Linked DNA regions of Sus scrofa: region 2 is linked to region 1. A link is a contact called in public HiChIP or PLAC-seq data. All regions are on one chromosome and are shown on one strand. The core of a region is the stretch at or near the end of the contact, and the rest is flanking DNA. Distances in the headings are between cores, read along the strand shown. Region 1 holds the start of BMPER (BMP-binding endothelial regulator protein). Region 2 overlaps BBS9 (protein PTHB1).

Evidence for each region. HiChIP or PLAC-seq counts read pairs in DNA pulled down with a chosen protein or histone mark.
Region 2: a contact with region 1 is called in an H3K27ac HiChIP or PLAC-seq map of skeletal muscle. The contact joins the enhancer-like site here to the promoter of BMPER in region 1. A contact is called at or near these places in 1 of 5 promoter capture datasets (liver), 15 of 47 Hi-C or Micro-C datasets (adipose tissue, embryonic fibroblasts, fetal heart ventricle and 9 more) and 1 of 2 datasets of contacts at active chromatin or transcription factors (skeletal muscle).

The regions. Positions count from the first base shown.
Region 1 is chr18:39,662,171-39,665,754 of Sscrofa11.1, reverse strand. It overlaps BMPER (BMP-binding endothelial regulator protein), which reads left to right and starts at 1,745. Exons shown (of 15, transcript XM_013990842.2): 1 at 1,745-2,430; 2 at 3,489-3,574. The coding sequence starts at 2,298. It overlaps BBS9 (protein PTHB1), which reads left to right. Exons shown (of 30, transcript XM_021079336.1): 30 at 425-2,035. It overlaps LOC106508213, which reads right to left and starts at 2,290. Exons shown (of 2, transcript XM_013990847.2): 1 at 2,163-2,290; 2 at 178-2,034. The coding sequence starts at 1,960. The coding sequence ends at 1,322.
Region 2 is chr18:39,833,665-39,837,127 of Sscrofa11.1, reverse strand. All of the region lies in intron 26 of BBS9 (protein PTHB1), which reads left to right. Among named protein-coding and RNA genes, the nearest start is that of BMPER, 170 kb to the right of the region's middle. Within about 2 kb of position 1,762, at least 11 of the 83 cell types and tissues checked have an H3K27ac peak or open chromatin away from gene starts, as enhancers often do. A contact at or near this core is called in adipose tissue, liver, skeletal muscle and 1 more, where this site is marked.

The sequences.
Region 1 (3,584 bases), core at 496-2,995:
CCCCCATTCCATTTTCCTTAATTAAGTCACAAGTAACATCTTTATCTCAAAGCCCCATGCAGAGAGTATCTTTTTTAGATAAAGGAGGTAGTGGTTTCCACTGACAGTACTTATCCGTAGTAGTAAAAGTTTTTTCACGGGTCACTTTGGTTTGCGAGGTAAGGCAGGATTTACAGATTTTTTTTTTTTTTTTTTTTTTTTTTTTTGCATGGTCTCTTTATCATTAGTAAATACATTTAACACTCTTAGTTTCAAGAAGCTGCCTGGCCATGGTGGTTATTTAGAGGAGGGGAAAAAGCAACCACACATCATCTTTCTTCTCTTTTAACTTGAGTTTTACACTAAAAATCTGTTTTGAGAAGGAAATGGAGCGTGCTAAACTAATGACAGCTTTCCCTTCTCTTACTTTTTTTTTCTCTTTCAGAGCAATGCGCTCCTATCCGCTCCTCGGCGTGGTGGGATATGGGCACTGCTGCCTTAAATGAAGGCTCCAATTACTTAAAAACAAAAAACAAATAAACAGCCCCCCCCCCCGTGGGGGGAGGAAACCGAGGAGGGTTTAAGAGGAAACTGTAAACCTGTAGGCAAACATTTGCAGAAGTATAGTTTCTTCGACTAGACAACCCCCTTTGCTGGGAAATTGTTAGGTGCGTCCGTCTGAGAAACGTGCCTGGCTAGTTGGTGACTGCCCTTCAGATCCACCCAGGGGGACGCGACAGAAGGAGGGGCGGGTGAGGCCCCCAGTTTCCATTCTTGGGGAGAGGAAGCTGGCGTTCCACAATGCGCTCTGAAGACAGCTGGTTATCAGGTCCCAATACTTGCCAAGCGTCCTCTAATTTCACATTCCAAATTTCTTCTCCTTTGCAACCCCCTGCCCACTCCCCCCACCCCCCTGAGCAGAGGGTGCCATGGCTTGAGCGGGAGGCCTCGATCCGGCCAGGGACCCGGGGCCTGAGGATCGGGCTCCTGGACACCCAGGGCTGCGGAGGCGAGAACTCCGAGCGGCCGAGACCGCTGTGCCGGTTTTTGCCAGAGATTAGCCGCCGCGTGGGTCCCTCCCTCTTTCTCCGGTGAATGAACGATTAGTCAAACCGCACCTCCCCGCCCCAGTCCGCCCCGGGGTTAAGGGAGGAGTCCCGGAGGGACTGTTCTTTTTCTTTTTCTCTTTTAAGGGCGAAAAGCGTTCGCTTCTGTGCGTTTATTAATCGGCCTTGCGTGTCCTTTCAGCTTCTGTCGTCCTTAGTGCCACGACGCGCAGACACGTAAGCCCAGAGCACAGATCTCGAAGGCCCCTGGCTCCTCTGTCCGCTCCGCGCGTGAGTCAGCTGCCGTGCCCCCGCCAGAGGGAAGCAAAGCAGGGAGTGAAAAGTTGCAGCCCAACCCCCCCCCCCGCCCCCGTCGCCCCGTTCGTCGCTCCTTCCCAAAGCTGGGGCACCTGGAAATGAGCAGTGGTGGTGAGGCCCCCAGAGCCCCGCATTCTGCTTCCTCCCTGGGTTGGAACCGTTGTGAGCAGGAATGGGGCGGCATCCTGGGTTAGTGAAGGGTTCCCCGGGGAAAGGGAGGAGATGCCGCGCGCTCTGGGCGATGGAGACGCGCCTGCCACGCTCCGATCCGCACCCCGGGGCAAGCAGCCTCCCTCCCAGGGCTGGGGAGAGGGCTGGACGCCCGGCGGATCATGAGTGCCCCGCTCACGGCTTCTGCAATCCCACTTGCGCCGGGGCGCCCCCAGCGGGCTCCCGGAGGCGCCCGGTGCGCCCCGGTCTCCCGCGCCTGAGCGAGCGAGCGTGCGCGCTGGCCCGGCGTAGAGCCCGCGGGGCCGGCAGGAGGTAGGAGTGCAGGAGTGGAGGACGCGGCAGCAGCGGCAGCTCCGGGCGCAGTCATTGCTGCCCGGGCGGCGGCAGCGGCGGAGCAAGCGGTGCGCACCGGGCAGCGCAGCGACTCCTCTGTGCCTATCTCCCATCGCTCCGACACCCCCTGCACCCGGCCCTCTCTCTGGCGCGGAGGGAGCGACAACTAAACCGCTGCAAGCAACTCCTAAAAAAAAAAAAAAAAAAAAAAACGCCGCATTGGAGGAGCCTGGCCTCAGGACCCCTCCTCCCTGGGTGCCCCCCACCCCTCGCCTCCCTCTCCCGCCTCCCCCCTCGCCCCCCGCCCAGGCTCACGGGCGCCCGCCTCCCTCCTTCGCGGACTGTCTCCCGACTCGCCGGCTGAGAGCCCTTTTTGACTGCGAGCGGTGGTAGCGGAGCAGAGGCGGCGGCGCGGGACCTGCAGTCGTCCGGGATTCCCTCCAGGTGACGATGCTCTGGTTCTCCGGCGTCAGGGCTCTGGCTGAGCGTCCCTGCCGGCGCTCGCCTGGGATTACCTGCTGCGTCTTGCTGCTGCTCAATTGCTCGGGGGTCCCCATGTCTCTGGCTTCCTCCTTCTTGACAGGTAGGGGAGGGGGCGGGAGGGACCGGCCCCCCGGACGCCGGCTTGGTACCTGGGAGAGGAGGCGCTGGCTTGCCCCGGGAACGGGAGGGTGGGGAGCGAGCACCTTGGAGCCTGCCCCTCGCTGGCGGTTGGGGATGAAGCGAAGCCCGCGGGGTGAAGGGGTGGGAAGGTAGTGAGTCGGGTAAGGGGTGGAGGGCCGGGCGGCTGTTAACATCGATACTATGATGATAACGGAAATCCTTCTATTAGAATTTGAGAAGCTCCATTATTTATTTTTAGGGTTTTTTTTTTAACCTTTATTTAGACTCTTCTCGCGTATATGATTAAGGAAACAAATTGTACCATTTCCACCCATCGGCCTTTCTCACGCTATGGGGTTCCAATAGAGCTTCTGTAGTAGGAGTGCTTTTTAAAGCACCCGCTCTCCAGACCTTGACTTTGAAGAAACTATCATATTTTAACAGGGTAATACTAGCAAGATATAATAATTATATGCTTTCAGGCAGGTGAAGACCTCAGCTGCTATTCTGAAGGACATACTTTACTGACACCTGGTGCAGAAAAGAAAATATTGAGTCAATTTCTAACAGAAGAGCAAAGAAGATTATGTTTCAAAAACTGATTTCCATTCAGGGCAATATGGGGCAGATTCATATAAAGGCCTGTTCATTGACATAGTTCTGAATTTTTCTCAAATTTAAAATCTGCCCTAATGGCCAGTTTGAGTTTTTTGCATATGGGAGTGTGTGTTTAGTTGCAATGCCTTCGTAAAGGAGTATTATTAAAGATCCAGTGAAATATTTAGAAATGTGATTAAACCATCTGAGAGGAGATACAGCACAGCTTAAAAAAAAAAAAAAAAAAAACCTGTTCCAATAAAACTACTTAAAATAGATGGGGGGGGGCTGTTTTGGTGCGTTTGATAGTTTAAAACTCGTTAGGAACTTCTGAAATTTGGGTATGGTTGTTTCAAAAAGGATCAATGTGAAAATTCTGTTTTTTTGTAATAATGTCACTAAGTTAAGTTTAAGCAGCGTTTTTTTCTCCCCTCCCTTCAGGTTCAGTGGCAAAATGTGAAAATGAAGGTGAAGTCCTCCAGATTCCATTTATCACCGACAACCCTTGTATAATGTGTGTCTGCATGGTGAGTATGG
Region 2 (3,463 bases), core at 513-3,012, 170 kb before region 1:
ATCTTATTTTGTTTTCTCGCAGAAGGGAGGCGAAGAGGTCTGGAGGCAAAGATCATGACCTTTGATTGATTTGGTAGCTATTTTGCCAAATGCCCATAAGCAGATTATATCTGGTCTGTCTTTACCTCAGTTTCTCGATCTGTAGAATGGATACACAAGTACCCACAAGCAGCCCTTGAGAAATGACTTAGAGAGAACTCAGAGAGGAAAACTGTAGTAATTTCAATGCTGGGGTCAACATCCAACTCCGGCATATTTTCTCATCAGAACCCATATTCGGCGCTATTTCCAGGCAATTCTACGCAGCATTCAGCATTTAGTACTGGAAAAAGCTTCTTCATTTAACAATAATTGATAGAACAGAGAGAAATTAGACTAAGTCTTAAAGAAACTAGACACTGGGTAAAGAAGAATCGGAAAGATACCCTCTTGCTGTAATTTTCCAGGATGCCTGGACAGTCCCCAGAGGTTGTCAGTATGGAAAGGGCTCGGGAACAATTTACAAGCTGGTAAATCATTGTTGGAGGGGTGATAGAGTCTCTGGAATTTATCTGCATGGCTGACGTCACCTTCTCAGCACAGGGAGCCACACTGTCTCGATGTCTGTGGCCCCTTTCTGGAATTGCTTCCCAGTAGTTAATCCCAAGTGACCCTTCAGGCCACTTACCTGTCAGAAATTGTTGGTTTGCAGTGAGAAGTGGTCCTTTCTGGGTCCCTGAAGTTGGCAAAGAAGCTTTTCCTTCCATCCGAAATGGAAGGGAAATTAATGGCTTCTCTGGACTGAGGCCTTTCCCCTGCAGACCCATGTCTGGGCTCTCCGAGCCTCATATTTTAAATCTTTGCCTCTTTGCCTCCGCAAGTTGTAACACTGTCACCCTCACCAGGTGAGGCCACCCATAGGTGCTCAGCATGATTTTCTACCCCAGGGTGGAGGATTAGAATGTGGCTTCCAGTAGACTGGGCAATACCCAGCTATCATGCTGAGTCCCTGGCTTTGTCATGGGTGACAATGTCACATCTTTCCTAAGCTTTAGTTATTGCAAAATGGTGTTCATTTTAATTTAGACATTGGGAGGATATGGCAATGGGTCCAGAGAACCAAGGGGGCAAGGAAGAAAGGGGGGAAAATTAACATTTATTGAGTCCCACTCTGTTCCAGGCACTGCGCTTAAATATTTTAATGTGCATAACCACATTTAGCTCTTAAAGAACTCCCCAGGCTAGGATATTACAAATCTCACATTACAGATCTGGAAACTAAGGTTTGGAGAGCTAAAAATGAAATGAAGAGTTATATGACTTTTCTTGATTCTCTGGGAGGTTGGCTTCACAGTGTAGGTGATGTCATCCTATGCGGCAAGATTAGAACAATGATCCCAATGTCACAGTAAACGGGACCCCCTGAAACCCCATTTGATAGACCCCATCCCCTCAGAGGCCAACGTGAAGCAGCCCAACAGAAAAACCCAACATGCTTCTAGGCCAACAACTCTCTCCTTCTCCAAGAGGACAACTGGGACAGTCAAACCTTGTCATTCCTCACTTCTAGGACAGGGTGACCCTTCAGATGAGCTGCTCCCAAGAAAGCTCTACAGATCCCCAGTGCCGGGTGCCAGCAATGTTCCAAATCTTTACGCTGCCCAGACCGGCCTTGGGAAATAGGCTTCGCTGTCCAGCTGGCGAGACCCTGCGTGAGTCATCTGGCCGCCCTCCGGCCCGCTGCCTTTGCCGCGAGCACAGTGCCCTAAAGGCATGGCAGGGGCTGGCTCCTGACCTTGGACTGCCGGTGCCCAGTCCTGAGAGGGAGCGTCCTGGAGGCAGTGAACTCAGCGGGCCCACCGTGCCCGCCTTCCCTGCCTGCAGCGCCATCCCCCGTGACGGAGGCTGTGCAAGACGATTCCTGGCTCCAGAGGCTCTGCGGCTGAGCTGAGACAGGAGGGGTCTGCAGGCCCCCTTCAGTCCGAGACTGCAAAGCTGCTTATCCCCCATAGACAGAGGGCCCCTGGGTGTGCCGTGGGGAGCGGCGGCCGCCGGCTGTCCCCTGGAAAGGTCTGCGCCCTCTGACCCGGTGCTGACCTTCACTCTGGCGGCCGCCCCGCCCCTGCCCTGCGCTCCTGGTCAGAGAGGGGGACGGTGACGCTATGGCACTTTGCCGAGGGCCCAAGCGTGTTTTGACAAATTCCAAGGAACATCAAAGGGCAGAACAACAGCCAATGCATCACAGTCTGTCCCAAGACCCCACCCCTGATTATCACATTAAATCAGCGACGGGCACCTTTCAGCCCGAGCTCAGAGGACATCTCCTGGAACTCAGACTTGCTGCTCCCAGCCGTAAACAAATATGGCAATGGTTATATTTAAAATCTGTGCTCTCTCTTCCACATTCAGCAGCTGAGCGTTGCGTCACACACACACACACGAACACACACACACACAGAAAAAGAAGAGTTTTGCTGAAGAACAGATAATTGGGATTAAATAGCCCAGGAGAATAGAAGGCAGAGTTGGGTTCTAACGCTAGCTCTGCCACTTACCAGCTTGAGATCTTTAGAAAATTAGTTAACACTGCTGGGCCTCAGTTTCCCTGGAGTGGAATAAGGACAATAATACCTCTATTTCCAAAGGCGTATGAGTTTAGTTAGTAGAGCAGTTCAACAGCTGTTCTTGCCTGAGAATCAGGGACAGTGCTTGCTGTCACGATGTTTTGCATTTATTTCTTGTGCGATTATTGTGTATAACTTTTTGGATGTAAGAGAGAGAACATGTTCTTCTCCACTAGAGACTGGCTGAGAAGCACTTGTGAGTGAAGGGGACGTAGTTCCACTCAGAGCTTGAGTTTCAGGTTATGAAGGAAATACTTGCTGGGTTGGTATTTCCCTGGGTAAATTCTCACCAGGGGTGGGAGCGGAAGTTAACTTCAGAAAGAGCTTCTGCTGATCTTTAGAACCGTTTCCGCCAAACTCTGGAGCATCCAAAGAAAGCAGAGTTATCTGCCAGAACGTCCCAGAAAGAACAACAAGCATGCAAATTCTATGCCACATGATCAGGCATAAGAAATGTCACATTTCTTTTATTACTTTAAATTAAATTTGATATGCTATTGTAGCCATCCTGCCAGCGTGGTGGGAGAGTCAGTCCCAGGCCTTCCTGGAATATGCCCTGTTCCTCCCAGTTCCTGGGAACGTCCACCCAGAGTATTCAGGTGGAGCCCTCTGGTCTGTGGTCCGCCTGGGTGACCACTGGTCCATTCATTTGCCGGGTCCTCATCGTCCTTGGAGACTGGTGGCTCTATGACCGTTTGGCAAAGCTTTGGTTGTTATTTCTTCCTGAGGTCCTGCCATCTCCCCAAAGGGCTTCCAGAGAGGTGGGACCTCTGTACCTGGGGACACAAGTCTCTATCTCTCTCTGGTCCCTAGAGAAAGCCCTAGAAGTCTTTGCAGTTTCCCTTCTCTAATAGGAATGT